2 separate regions of the Drosophila melanogaster genome follow, and region 1 is linked to region 2. Evidence: chromatin contacts called from public Hi-C data. All regions are on one chromosome and are shown on one strand. Each heading gives the region's core, a stretch centred on a gene start, on an enhancer-like site or on the middle of the called end of the contact. The rest is flanking DNA. Distances are from core to core; before and after follow the strand shown.

Region 1 (7,459 bases), core at 4,620-7,119, 190 kb before region 2:
GGTTTTCTCCGAGCTGCTGGCTAGTTAAAGACGATATAGCAAGCAAACCAAAAATATATCAATCAAATGAATTTCTACACAGATCTGTGATAAGACCTTGAAATGTGTGAATATTACCCACCAAATACGATGGCCGCAAATGCCAAAAGCACCGCACTCATGATGCTAATCCGTCCCAGCTGCGAGATCATGGCTGTTCCAAGATATCTCCCTCGGGGCTTCTGACCGATCGAGTGTAGTGCGTCCGATGACCGATCTCCACCGTTATAAATTTCGAACGCCGGCGGAATAAGCCGCAGATCTGACCGGTCGACTGGTGCGTGCGCAACCAACTGACACAGCTCTCCGCCAATCTCTCGATGGTCGAGCGTTGCGAGCTCCACTTTCCGAATCGGAGCGGAGAGCGCGGCGACCCCAAGTCTACGCTCAGTGGGTTACTCACTCCAGTGATAACTGATCATCGCAGCTCGCTCACTCTCTCTCTCTCTCTCTCTCTCTCCTCATAGATCATTATACTTCCTTATAGAGAGTATCGATTAGGTTAGCAGGCTGATGATCTTGAAAATTAGAGGTATAAAGAAATATAAAGTGCTGTTATCTGTTTAAAACAACAAAAACTCATGAAAATTATAAGTGTATTATGCAGTTTTAAGTAAATATCCTTAAAAAACCGACAAATTGTTATGATTATACAAAACCATAAGCCCTTCTGGCGCTAATTGGCACGCATAAAAGGTTAACCGATCCATCCTTTCTTAACCCAGATAAGTTAATTACCCCATTAAGTTGACCTGCTGTAAAATACAGAAAAAGGCAGCGTAATGAGTATGGTTTTCCGAATCCTGGGGCCACGTTTTTATGGCTGTCAGTCAGCGCGAATGCTTATCGCAGATCCCGAAAATGCTCAGACCTATCGGCTAATTGCGTGGTCCTAATCACATTCGAAACCCGCTTAATTAAGCATCCCCGAGTGCATAATTCATTAATCCAAACTCAAATGAGGCGACAAATTTTCAGTCACTTAGCGAGTCAGTTTTTCGGCTGGCAAAGAAAATGGAAAATTGGGGCGGGTGGGTTTTCTTGTGGCCTTTCTTGCCTTCCACCTGCGCCACATGAAAACGTTTTAATTATGCAAATTTGGGCTGCTGCCTTGTTGATTAGAAAATCCGCGAGGGGCAAAGCGAGTTACTTGAGCCCTCGACAAGGTATGCAGTTCACCTCAGATTGGCACAAGGACCTCCAGGCATCAATCAATACGCAAACAGATCCTGGGGGGGCAGGGCAAACAGCCCATCCACCACGAGACCAATAAATTTGGCCAACCACCAATTAGATGTTGGAAATTAATTGGCAATGCCTCGCGACCAACTGAAATGGATGAAGGATGTGGTGCAGAATTCCTGCGGCTGAGGGTGAAATTTGAATTCGGTTCCTGGAAAAGGAAAATTCAGAGACTTGGTCACAGTTTTCCATTCCGAACAAATTTACTGCACTTTGAATCCCTTGTCATGTGTCGGAAAAAGTTTTTGCCCAGCTTGGAATGAGCTTAACTTAAAGACTGTTTCGCAGAGATTTAAGTGAAAGGGTTTTGCCTTTTGCCTATATCGGAAAATTCAATAACTTCATTGGAATATGGTTTAAATTTAAATAGTTTTGGCAACAACAATTCAACATCCCACCTCCCTTGCTCGTCCACTTTTTCATCACTCTACCGATCAAAGTTTCGGAGCGGAGGGTGAAAAGTTTTCTGGCCAAAACGGAAAAACTGTAAATCCACAACTAACATTTTTAAGCATAACAAAGTACGACGAGATTCCGAGAATAAATCTTGACGCCGCTTTTGGTTTAGTCAGGCGTAGCCCCAAAAAGCGCTTATTATGCGGTTCAAGGGGGCAGCAAATGGGGGAATGGGGGATGTTTTGTCCTGGGGACTTTTAGTTTTTAGCTCTACAACGATGACTGCAACTTTTTCTATTGACTTAATGCAGTTGGCAAGTGCAGTCGGGTCTGAACTTGGACACGGAAACTTTAAAGATTAACTGCAGGAAAGTCAGGTTTTTGGGGGAAGTACTTTCAAATTTAAGGCACAACCAAGTTAGTTTCTACACACAACTCATAGCTTTTACTTGCAGCACAATAAACAAGTTACCGATTTCGAATTTGTTTCTAATTTATAAGACAAAATTGCTAGGATTTGATATAAAGGATCGATGGAAGCGCCGGTGAAGGGCATTATTGGTATTCTGGCCACTGCTGGATCGTTTTTTGCACTAGGAGCTTACTATCAGCACATCGATGTCATGCGAAAGATTCGACGATTGGAGCAACGAAACCCACATGCCTACTTTATCAGAAGGAAACTGTACGCACTGGTAAGGAAATAGATTAAGGATTCAGATAATATATATATTAGCGAACTCTACTCCCTTTAAACATATCTATAGCTGGGAATTTTCGCTGTGCGCCCTGATAACTCAGAATTCGACGTGGATACCGATGACTGCCACAAGCTGGGCGGGATCATGAAGTACGGCTTCCCCAGCACCAATGATATCACCATAAATGAGACCTTTGACTTTGTGACCTCTTTCGATCGAAGAAACTCTGCGATTCTGTGGATGTGCGAGCGGGTAGATCTGTCCAATCGCGTCGTCTACGGGGATTCCACATCCGTGGCTCCAGCTGGAGCATTTGGACAGTCGGAGGCAGCCAGGGTATTTTTCCTGTCCAACATTAGGCCCTTTCTAAACAGAGGGTTCAATCTCACTGTCTGGGATCGACTGCTGCAGTACGTCCATGAGATGAGTCAACGACATGGAACCGTGTATGCCTACACCGGATCAATTTACTTGCCCCGGGAGCTAAAGTCGAACAGTTGGTTCCTGGAGTTCCAGTCGGAGGAGAGAACCATGGTGGCCGTACCCACCCATTTCTTCAAGATCCTGGTCATTGATAAGAAGTTCGCGGGCGATACCATTCCCTATGCGGAGGCCTATGTGATGCCCAACTCTCCGCTGAACAACAATGTCGAACTGAAGACGCTTCTCAGCGATGTCCGGGAAATAGAAAACGCTACTGGTCTACGGTTCTTTGAAGGACTCGACCGCAACTTTGTCAACACCCAAGCATCAAATTCATTTGTCCCCTCAGTAAACGGTCCTTTAACAAATCCGTTAACGTTGCCGATGACTAATGCCTTAGACAGTCACAGTGCCCTCACATCAAGTATTTCTCCAAAATAGAATATAAATACATATATGTTGAAGGAGACAATGATGGCCATGAGAAATCCTTCAGATAAACAATGTTTTATTTGCTTTTGAGGGGTAATTCACAGAGCCCATTTCATGGACCGAAAATGGCAGCTCCTGGGACTGGGTTTCGTCCTGGGAGTGACTGCGCTCTGTGCATCCTTCGTGGGTGGAATGTATTTTCAGCACACAGATGCCAGAAAACGCCTGCGGGAACTAATACAAACGGATCCCTATGCCTACTATCTCAGTCCCAAAATTTATGAAGTGGTAACCAATACTGTAGTAAAAGAATATAAGTAACACTTGCACCAAAATAATTTCCCTAACCAGTTTACTTTCTTTGAGAGCAATAATGAAGACGATCACCGGATGAGGCAGATCATGAAGTTTGGGTTCCCTGGCCTGGATGACTTGCGTCTGTATAGTGACTTCGTACTATCCTACGATCGCCGAAACCGAGTGGCCCACTGGGTGTGCGAGCACCTCCAGGCGGACAGCATACATCCGAATCGAGGCAGACGTGGTCGCAACCCATACCAGCCGGATTTGAGTGTTCCCTCCAACTTCCGATCGGAACTGAGCGACTATCGGAGATCTGGATTCGACCGAGGACACTTGGCAGCCGCAGGAAATCACCATCTGCAACAGAATCACTGCGAGGATACGTTTTTCCTAACGAATATTGCCCCACAAGTGGGCCAGGGCTTCAACCGAAGCGCGTGGAACAACTTGGAACAATATGTTCGAAATCTGGTCCACCGATTTGGATCCGTTTTCGTGTGTACTGGTCCACTATATAAGCCCAATCAAAGACCGGGAGGTAAGTGGGCCGTGGAGTACGAGATGATCGGACTGAATATGGTTGCAGTTCCGACGCACTTCTTCAAGGTGATCATGGTGGAATCAAAACTGCACCTGGGTAAACCCTATATGGAGGGCTATGTCCTGCCCAATGCTCCAATACCAGATGGTCTGCCACTACGATCGTTTCTCTGCGACATCCGGGAGATTGAGCACTACGCAGGTCTCAAGTTCTTCGATGGTTTGAGAAGGAGTGCCCTATTCGGCAGCAATTATCCAAGTGAATCTCGAGTTTTTCGCGAATTCAGTTAGTGGAGGGATCCCAATCGTTAAATATATATTTAACTTAACTGCAAGCAGGCTATCTTCTTCCGACTGACATATCGACAAATTGTTACATTACACACTTCATCAAAGAAACACTACACGAAATTATTGTAAGGCCCACTTATGTCCTTTAGCGAATCAAATGTTCATCAGTGGGCTTTATGTGCCCTTGCGGGAGTAACCGGGTTTGTGTGTGGAGCCTTTGTCCAACAAGAGGCGTCCATAAGGCAGCTGCTCCAGCAGATTCGAAGGGATCCCTATGTCTACCATCATCGTCACAAGTTATATCCGATGGTGAGCGATATGAAAAAGTTAGAAATGTTTGTAAGATTTTAATTCTAATATTTTCCCACAAGTTATCCACCTTTGGGACAGACCATGAGGCCCGTTTGTGGAATCGTCCTACTTCATGGGCCGACAAATTCAGGGAGCTGGTATTATCACCGATCCTCGATTTAGTTAGTGCTACTGTGACGCTGAAATGGGATTCGGCAACCACAACTGATCTGCTCGACCTAGTCAAGTATGGACTGCCCAGCACGGAGAACTTGTACGTCCATAAGGACTACGTGGTTTCGCAGGACCTGCGCACGAACGGCGTCAGATGGATTTGTGAGCATTTCCGTGGGGATTATCAAAGGGTATCGTCGGATGGAGGCGGATATAGCACCATGAATCTTCGCTACAATGATGTGTATGTGCTGAGCTGCGGTTCGATGAGCATATGCAAGGCGTTCAAGCGGAAAATCTGGAACGATCTGGAGAACTACGTGTCCAGCATGGCCAAGGAGTTTGGCTCAGTGTACGCCTACACTGGGCCGATATACACCCCAACATGTTACGAGATTGGCAAATGGACCATGAAGTATGAGGTGTTTGACTGGATTCCGATACCAGTGCCATCCCATTTCTTTAAGGTATTAATCGTGGAGAGTGGAGTTCCGGGATCCCAACCCTTCATGGAAGCATTTATCATCGAAAACAGCCGAAGGGTTGGCGGCAAGTTGAATGACCACCGCGTCAAAGTAGGCGAAATAGAGCGTTACACAGGACTGCGATTTAACAAGATCATGCAACCCGTAGTCCAATTCGGGAAGGACTCATTTACGGTGGACACCAGGGCTTGGGCCGGCAGGTTGGAGGAAATTTCTGAGCCTTTGGTAACATTTCCTCCCGACCAGAAATTAAATTTAATATAAACCCCTGAATGTAAGGAATATTTTGATAAAATTGTGAAAATATACATATTTATTTTAAATGTACTTTGATTATATCTTATTCACTTATTTATTTTAACCCAACGTATTTAATGACGTCACTGCATTCTATTGCACCACCTTACACATAACATAACTCGCAGCTGTTCGCTAACAGCAGCGCTGTTAAGTTCAACACGATTATCGATTCGGCGATGGCAGCCGAAAGAGCACAATCGATTGACATTCGATTTTCCACTGCCGATTACCGATAGCTTACGTGGCAAGGCAAAAAGAGCAAAAAAGATCGAATTAGGGAACTGACGTGGAAGTTCGTTTAGCTCGAAATTATTCTTGTTTTTCAACCAGCGATCGTCCGCCGCGGCCGTCGAGAGTTGAGGCCAACACCGAGTGGCCAAAATCGAGGAGTCAGTGGTCAGGAATCAGGCCGAGCAGCCCCCGAAATTGCTAAATCGCCGTGGCGAACTTTGAGCCAATCCGTGTGTGTTTTCTCTTCGTTTTCCGTGAAAGTTGTTTGTTGGCTTAGCGTCGACCCTCTCCGCTAAAACCCAGGTGATTAATCCGGGCCAGAAATGAATCCGAATATGTACGGGCCACCGCCCACGCAGTTCCAGCAGCAACCCCAGTTTGGGGCTCCTCCTCCGAATTCCGGAGGTTGGCCACCGCAGCAACAACAACTACCGCAGCAGCAGCCGCCGCAGCAACAACTGCCTCCGCAGCAGCAGCAACAACAACCACAGTACGGAGCACCACCACCAACGTCGGCGGCATCCCAGCCTTACCTCAATGGCAACTACCAGCAGCAGGTGAATAGATAGCCTTAACCATGGCAGCTTTGACGAGAATCGGAAGACAATCCGGTTGCACACGTCAAATATATGTGTATTCCCTTCAGCTTCATTCTGGCAATAGCCTATTGAGCTAGTCGATAATAAGAATAGGGTTAGAATCTGAAAAGCATTGCAGAATTACGTTACTCTTTTGAACCAATTGGCCACCTTGATATACAGATATTCAATGGGAAGTATCTCAATGACGCACAGGAATACCTAAACCAAGACAGTATTTTTAAGTTTAGAAATTTCGGCTGCGAGCACTTCATTCAGTAAAAGAGGTCATCCGTGATTTCATAATAGAAGAGTGAAGCTGAGCTTGTAGATAAGAAAAATGAAGTGAAATTAATAAAAAAAAAAAAAAAACATTCTCTCTTGCAGTTGGCCACGTCGATGGGAGGTTTGAGTGTGGGTGGCGGTGTCGGTGGGGCCAATCCCCTGAAGCCACCACTCCCCCAAGGAGCTCCCGCTGCTGCGGCACCACCGCCAACCGGTTTCAATCAGTTTAACTCTAATGCAGCACCTCCTCCGACCAACAACAACAATGCTGCATTCGGTGCTCCACCACCGACGCAAGCTGGAAGTTATGTCAACGGAGCCCTACCGCCCAGCAGTACTCCACAAAGCGTGGCCAGTGGGATTAATCAGATGAGCTTGAACAGCGCCACTTTGGCGGGATTGCCGCACATGCCGCCACCGAAAGCGGCAACGCCGGGAGCAGCACCTGGTCAGCCTCCGATTCCAGCAGCTGGATCTACTTCTCAGCCGCCTCTACCCGGACAACCGCCACTTCCCGGACAGCCACCCTTTTCCGGTCAGATTCCCACATCCCAGCCTGCCCCAAGTCCGTATGGAGTACCGAGCTCACGACCGGGTCAACCCCAGCTACCTCCTGGAGCCACTCCTCCAACTTACACGCAACCCGGATTGCCACCTCAGCAGCAGCAGGGAATCCCGCCATTGCAGCAGCCAGGGATACCACAGCAGCAGCCGGGATTTCCCCCACAGCAGCCTGGACTGCCACCAC
Region 2 (7,025 bases), core at 3,963-6,462:
CTGAACAACAATGGGTGCAGGCATGGGTAGGAGCAGGAGCAGGAGCAGCCAGGAGTCGCAGGAGCTGGCAAACATGGCCGCAGGCAACCCGTAAACATGGCCAACATGTCGGCGCTGGGAAAGGGAAGAGTCGGCAAATGGGGGCCACGGACCGCCGCAGATATAATTTACTGATAATGCAATTGCCGTTCGAGCAAACGCACGCGCCACCTGCTGCAGCATCGTCCTGGCCATCCTCATCCTTGTCCCCACCCGCCCCTCGTCCTTGCTGCACGCCCGACTAAGCAAGCAACTTCCTAGAGCCGAAAACCGCTGAAATGCGCAAAAAAATTGAGCAATAACAATTACACGCGCCACAACGAAACTTTAATGCACTGCCGCGAAGGCGAAAAGGTCGATAGAAATTACTAGGAATACAAGTTTAAAGACCGAGCTATGGTACAAAACATGTCCTTGCTTAAGGATATAGCTAGTAAGACTTGAAAACAGAGTTTCCATTCGAAGTAGAAATATATATTTGCAATGGGATAACAAAGTGAACGTATTGATTCTAATTCAGATAATTCTATGATCATATTTTTGTATTATCTAAGTATTGGGCTAAACTAGCATTGGCATCAAATGGTTTTCCGGCGCAACTGGACTCATTACAGTAATGCTGGCTGGAAGGATGTGGCCCAGAGTTCCTACAGCCAAGCGGAAGAGCAACTGTCAAATATAGCGAACGTTGCACAAACTGCATAAATATTACAATCGCATGACTCGACTGGATTGGGGGAAATGGGCGGGATTGGGGGGATTGGCGGACGTGGACTTGGTCACGCTGCACTTGACGTTTTTCCCTTTTCGCTGGGAGTGGCAGCTAAACCGGAGGACACATAGAAAACAGTTCAGCCGGCGAGTCATCATCCAGTGGCTACCACCGCTGCGCATACAAATTTTATTCACTTCCGCCGGGCGATTTCCAAATTAAAGCTGCCGCACTTCAACTTAAAGCACGGGGAATCCCCGCGCGTTGTCCTGTTTGAAATTAAATATCAACAACAGTCGCTACTTTCCATTAGTGCCTGGGAGAAAAAAAGCAAAGGATGTCGAAGAAATAGTGCCTTTTGATTTTCGGCAATTCTTTCTTTGCTCAAGCGTTTTTCTCTTAAAAATCGCAGAGTGAATTTCTTTTGTTTGTTCGACAATCGAACGAGTTCGAAAGTTTTCGCATGAACATAGAGATAGTACAGTGACCACTCGATAATTGTGACTTAATAAGGGTGGGTGAATTATGCATTTGCATGGTGTAGCGTAAGATTTGAATAGGAATTTATGAACAACTGTAAGTCGACTTAATGGACAATAGATACTTGTATTGCTTCCTATACTAAATAAAATCCAATTTGCTTAAGTAGCAAATATAAATACCTTGAAAGGAGCTCCCACTGCCACAGCCCCACGACACTTTCCATTTGCTGGAAGTTCGCTGCTCGGCTAATTAACTCAATTGCAGCTTTTCCGGGCTCGGGCTCCGCAATTCTTCATTAGCTGGAAGTCAAAGTTTACGATATGCGATTATTTCACTCCAGCGAAGCTGTCAGTACTGGATGCGGATGCTGCTCCTTTGTGAGTGACTGGTTTGGCTGGTGCGCGAGGTGGATGAGTGTTTGTTTTATGAAGGAAAATAATGTACGAGACAGCACCGCCCACCACCCACCCGACTGCTATTTTCCAGCCGTAATTGTTTTGGCCTGACTCTGGGAGCCAAGTTTTAAAGGTGCTGCCAAGCCAAGCACACGCAGTTGGAGCTACAGTACACGTTATGACACACGATGTGGGCCAGATAACTATTTCCAGGTCGGCCCTGGAGTAAGTACTCCATCGCATAATCTTGGAACTTGGACAACTCCTCCTTGGCTCTTCTGTCCCCCCACACATTTCTGCACTTTAGGTGTATGTGCTTTTTGCCCCAGTGGCGTCGTGTTGTTATTGTTTAATTTGCGCAAAATTCAGCTTGTTGTGTGTTGTTCTTGGCTGGGGAATTTGCATTCGAAATTTTGGCATTGTTTGTCCTAGGAATTCGCATTTCCATTACACTAATTCATGTATTTTATTACACTTGCCTGCTCGGCTGGCGGGATTTGGATTCGCAGGCGGGCTTTAAACATTTCGTTGCCGAGGAATAATTTATGCAGTTCACTGTTTAATTGCACAGCTCCGTTTGTGGGTGCGGTGCGGTCATAGTTTCCAAGTTTATACTCGTGCCGAGGACTGACGCTGCTGCCTTGCATCTCTTCCAGTTGAGTAATAAGATTATTAGTTCCACTCCGGGGCACAAACACAAACGCATTATAAATCTAGCCCCAGCACACGCATATGCACACGCACACAGACGCACGCCCGCCACCCACCCGGCCACTTCCCCTTGTTAGAGGACGTCCTTGCTGCAGGACCTCTAAATTAATGCCAATCCACAAGTCTTGCACAACTTAGCCTTCTGTCTAGCAGCTACTCTAAAACTAGTTCAATACCTTATCCAAAAATGTGTCAATTATACTGATACAACTTTTTTTAATGGTTAATATTTCACAAAATCCATTTGGCTACGAAATGAAAGTGACTCCTTAAGTATTATTTATTCCGCTTGATATGGAATCTATACATTGGTATGACAATAATGGCAACTTTAAATAACGAATGGAAAACTCAAAATATACCAATGAAATGGTAGTGCAATTTAAAATATTTTGGCAAATCAAAGCTAAGCTGCTTAACTTTGCAGCTATTTCCATTGACTTAGTGTAGCCAGGCTGCCGATGACTCATTTAAATGTCAATTACACGAACTTAAATCCAGGCCAGGATGTTGCCGAGACTTTCAGTTGATAAATTCAATTAAATAAATCTGTGAAATACAGGAGGACTACTAAGCCAGGAGCTTAGACGGTGGGTTCGGGTGTTCAACTTACGCAACACGCAAATATTTGCTTAAATTAACTGGCATTCAATGAGGGATGTGGCTTATGTTCGCCTAAGGGCTTCCCTGGGGCGGCTTAATGTTTAGCTGTAGAAGATTTGAATAATTATCCTCATACAGCCGCTGCAGTTGCTTCATACGTTCGTGCAACTCCTCCTCCTTTGGATTATCGTTCAAATGTAATTGGGTTAGAAGGCCGATATTTCTGTTTCTTAAAACCACACAGTCGGCCAAGTCTTGTATTTGGTCATTAAAGGCTTCGATGCATTGCTTGTTAGCCTTACAACAGCGTTTTAATTTTATCTTGGCGAGGCTTACGAGCTCGGAGAACTCCTGGAGACGCAGGCGTTGCAGTTGGAGTTCATGGAGGGTCTCTTTTTGAAAATCCAGGAGTCTGACGAAGTCCTGATTCCCATCGCGCTCCGTAACTTTATCCATGTCCTTGGATACGGGGGATTCCGGCATCAGAGATTCTTGGTAATTGTTTAATCTTTCTTTCTCTATTTTTATGTTTTCAAACTTCTGTTGCAGGCTCATTACATCATAGGATGTACCAGATGCCGATGCAAGTTGTTCAATTCTCTGCTTTTCAGAAACAACGGGGAGCGCACACATGCCTTCTCCTTTTCGATGTTCGAGGACATCCAGCAAGAAATTGAGTAATTCCAGCACATGGGCGATGGCTTGTGTGCTGTTCGGCGTTTGAAGCCAGCTTTTGTTCACCTTTTTGGTGTACTGCAGCTGCTGCAGTGCCTCCACCATCTGCTGCACATAGCAATCCCTGCTAAGATGCGAAAATGTTATCCCATTAAAGGGTAGGAGGCGCACTAGTTGTTTCACAAAACCCGAGATAAGCTGACGTAACTGGTAGTCAGTCTTTTTCCGCCATTCCTTGCCAATCTTTTCCAGCTCCCGCCGCAGCCAGTCAGTCCCCAGCTCAGTTTTGAAGTCCAACTTTCGCTTTGAGGTGGTCAGCTTGATTCCTTTGTCGGATTCGTGAAGCCTTTTCGGATCCTTGGGGTACGAAAATCCCATCTGTGGCACTAGAAGCCTGCTCGATGTAAAGCTACTCCTTGGTGGCTTTGTTTTTAGGCGGTCAATAGAAGTTGATGCCAAGCGATTGGTTATAGACTCCTGGCGCTCCCGTTCGAGGATCAATTTTGGACGGATAGGCTGTGGCTCCGAGGATGGTATGCATGTATGGCTGTTAAATAGCAGAAAACATGAGATGATATCGACTAGGTTGTTTTTAGCAGGGAAAGCTGCGTCAAAAGCCATTTTTGTTTTTTAGTAGCATTTTAATATTGACTGGGATATGGAATTGATTGGCTATTCAATAGACAGCATTTTAAAACTTAAATAATGGAAGCGGTATTTTAATGCACAATTCCTTTAGAAATATCCTTAACACACCTCTTTGAAAGTTCTTGGTTTTCCTTTGGATTCCTCTGGGACGGAATTTTCGTGGCAGGAGTTCCTTGATGCTTGGACCTAAGATCCTCCAGAAGTTCCTTAGCACGTCTTGGACGAGGTTCCGAAGCGGGTATAGTTTTGTTGGTACGGCTACTGAGAATAGCAATGAAGTTGATTAGAACTTGGGTCATTGGAATTTCACTTTACCGGAACTCTGGTGTTTTGGGTCCTTCCCAGGTCCGCTGCCTGTTCTGGGAAGCTAACAATGAGTGTTTTGGTGGTACTTTGGAAGCAGAGGAAGATCGATATAGTGATCGCTCCAGGCGCTGTAGCAATTGTTTCGGGCGCTCCAAGCCGTAGTCGGCATCGGTAACGAATATGGAAGGTATCCGCATCTCTGGGTGTTTGGGGCTCTGGCAGTTGCGTGGGGTTAGATATCCTTTTGCGGGGGTGCACCTACTGGACCTTTGTCTCTCCAGCAATTCCTTTGTACGCAAGGGGGAGCAGCACCCTGGAGTTCTAAGCAAGGATGTCGAAATTAGTATGTGAGAAAACATGGACTTGTTGCCAAACCCACCGCATATCTGGCGATTTAGCCATACTACTCATTTTTCAAGCAATTAATGTAAGTGTTTTTAATTTTCCTCAGGATATTTACACTTTTTAAATTTGAGCAATAACAACAAGCCAGTGACAACAAATGCTCAGATGTAAGTGACATGACAGCATCTGGCAACGCTGCCACAGAAGAGGATACAAGTGGCAGCACTCGGCGATCAGCTGTGGCAGCAGGGAAAGGATCGATTAAATTATAAAACCAAACGGTTTTTTAAAACCAAAAGTGAAATCGATTCGTGCTCATTCACCAGGCGGCTGAAAATAAGTGGCACTCGCCAGCAATTACTAGCAGCGCCCACCGCTACCTTTATTAACTTTAAAACTGCATCCATTGGCAAGGCGACCCGGGCGGTGAGAACATAAATCATGGATGAAAGTGAAAATTGGTTGCACCTACCACGAGCACGGGTTCCCAGGTTCCCAGGTGGGCGTCGAAAGGTGCCGCGTCCGCCGACCCACGACCCCGCCCATTTGCGGCGTAATTACGAAACAATACACGCGTCGGAAGAGAAACCAGCAGGAGGCCAGCCAGGAATGAAGAGGCAGAGGAGCCGCCAGGCGTCCGGAACATGGAGCTCGGAGCCATGAGTCAGAGGGCCGCAGTAGCATAGCCCCAATCCCCAGAGCTTCGCGAAGGTGTTATCTGCGGGGCCCCCAAGTAAGCACTTTAAAAAATGTATGGTCACATATGTATACCCCCAAAAGGATGGAACCCCAAATTTAACCAGAAAATAGTTTAAGCACCATTTTGATAGGATCTACCAGCAAAATCCTCTCAGTGCATCGCCACCTGTACGCTGTGTAGTTTTCCTGTTTTGACTGCTGTGTTTTTGCAATTTAACCGCAATAAATAATGGAGCAGCTTGTTAAATTTGAGCGCCCGCCCACCAGGAGGCGCTGCAAAAATGTAGGTTAGACAGCCCAGGATAACGATAGTGATGTTGGTGGTTATGATGGCAATGATGACGGGGATGATGATGGCGATGTTATCAGTGGCCATTTCACTGGCTGACCGAAACGAGACTCGTTTGGTGTGGAAATGCGATTTTTACATATGTGATATAGATTTTAATTGCGGGGCATTAAAATGCAAGTGGCGGCCAAAAATGCGCTTAAAATAATTACATTTATTGCCGCATCGCCGATTTGGCAGCCGACTAAGCGAAAAGCAACCGCAAATGTCGACACAGCAACGCCAAGTATCAAGTATTTCATCCATCGGCCGTGTATCACTAAATAATTTTGCATTTATTTTATATAATACAGTACACATTGCATTAAACTAAATAAAATCTATTTAATATATATATATATATTTAATATGTACTCGTACACAATCAACCCTATATACGCCGCACCTCCTAATCATCCGATTTGTCTTAGTCCGCACTTTTGTGTAGCGTAGTTAATATACGAATCGCCTTTAGTTTTGTTAACAATTATTGCTATTTGAATTCATTATTGGTTTAAGTGTATTCTCGTGTTTGTCGTTTAAAATCCTAACGTATTTTGTTTGTTTGTTTGCGGTGTTTCAAGTTCTCACTTCTCACGATGTCTGCGTCGTTAGTGTGGATATACATATTTAAAATATAGTTTCTATTTAAAGTTCTGTGTATGCTCGATAAACAATTGAACAGCTAAAACAGTTTGCCAGTACACCAAACTCAGCTCGTCAACAATTCGAATTCGGTCGAGTAAACTATTTACAGTGGAGCGTATCAATATAAATTCACCAATTGTGGTTAAAAACATGCAAGCCGGGGCTCGTTGTACAATTGAACTAGAAGCAATCAGAGTGCAATCTTATGGCGAAAACGTAACATTTAGTTGCGATTGCTAGACAGTTTGATGTGATCCAAACGGATGGATGCCCTAAGCAAGCCCAAGTTCAAATTTGAATATATTCTGGGAATGGCGGTGCTTAAGTTCTTAAAGGCTTAGCTGAAGCTAAACGGTAGGTGGTTTTATTTATCGGCGTAAAACAAGGATCCAAAGAAATGTATGACAATTACATTTGAAGATAGATGGTCGTA

What was found. A called contact is a pair of places that touch in the nucleus more often than the background predicts.
Region 1: a Hi-C map of the Kc167 cell line shows a contact between it and region 2, with 3 times the contacts expected there. The contact joins the promoter of Sec24CD here to the promoter of lncRNA:CR45298 in region 2. A contact is called at or near these places in 19 of 107 Hi-C or Micro-C datasets (the D17-c3 cell line, the Kc167 cell line, the OSC cell line and 7 more) and 1 of 6 datasets of contacts at active chromatin or transcription factors (the Kc167 cell line).

What each region holds. Positions count from the first base shown.
Region 1 is chr2L:2,235,254-2,242,712 of dm6, reverse strand. It overlaps Sec24CD (Secretory 24CD), which reads left to right and starts at 5,869. Exons shown (of 7, transcript NM_001272988.1): 1 at 5,869-6,405; 2 at 6,814-7,459. The coding sequence starts at 6,172. Tengl3 (Testis EndoG-Like 3) reads left to right here and starts at 4,462. Exons shown (of 2, transcript NM_134816.3): 1 at 4,462-4,676; 2 at 4,739-5,637. The coding sequence starts at 4,506. The coding sequence ends at 5,581. It overlaps Tengl2 (Testis EndoG-Like 2), which reads left to right and starts at 3,329. Exons shown (of 2, transcript NM_164466.2): 1 at 3,329-3,521; 2 at 3,585-4,409. The coding sequence starts at 3,348. The coding sequence ends at 4,367. Tengl1 (Testis EndoG-Like 1) reads left to right here and starts at 2,120. Exons shown (of 2, transcript NM_164467.2): 1 at 2,120-2,372; 2 at 2,445-3,299. The coding sequence starts at 2,211. The coding sequence ends at 3,242. It also overlaps CG4267 and asRNA:CR44115.
Region 2 is chr2L:2,043,568-2,050,592 of dm6, reverse strand. It overlaps lncRNA:CR45298 (long non-coding RNA:CR45298), which reads left to right and starts at 5,212. Exons shown (of 1, transcript NR_124025.1): 1 at 5,212-6,076. Su(dx) (Suppressor of deltex) reads right to left here. Exons shown (of 7, transcript NM_164448.2): 7 at 6,221-7,025. Kebab (Kinetochore and EB1 associated basic protein) reads right to left here and starts at 5,099. Exons shown (of 5, transcript NM_164451.2): 1 at 4,952-5,099; 2 at 4,582-4,893; 3 at 4,375-4,524; 4 at 2,954-4,165; 5 at 2,539-2,889. The coding sequence starts at 4,983. The coding sequence ends at 3,016.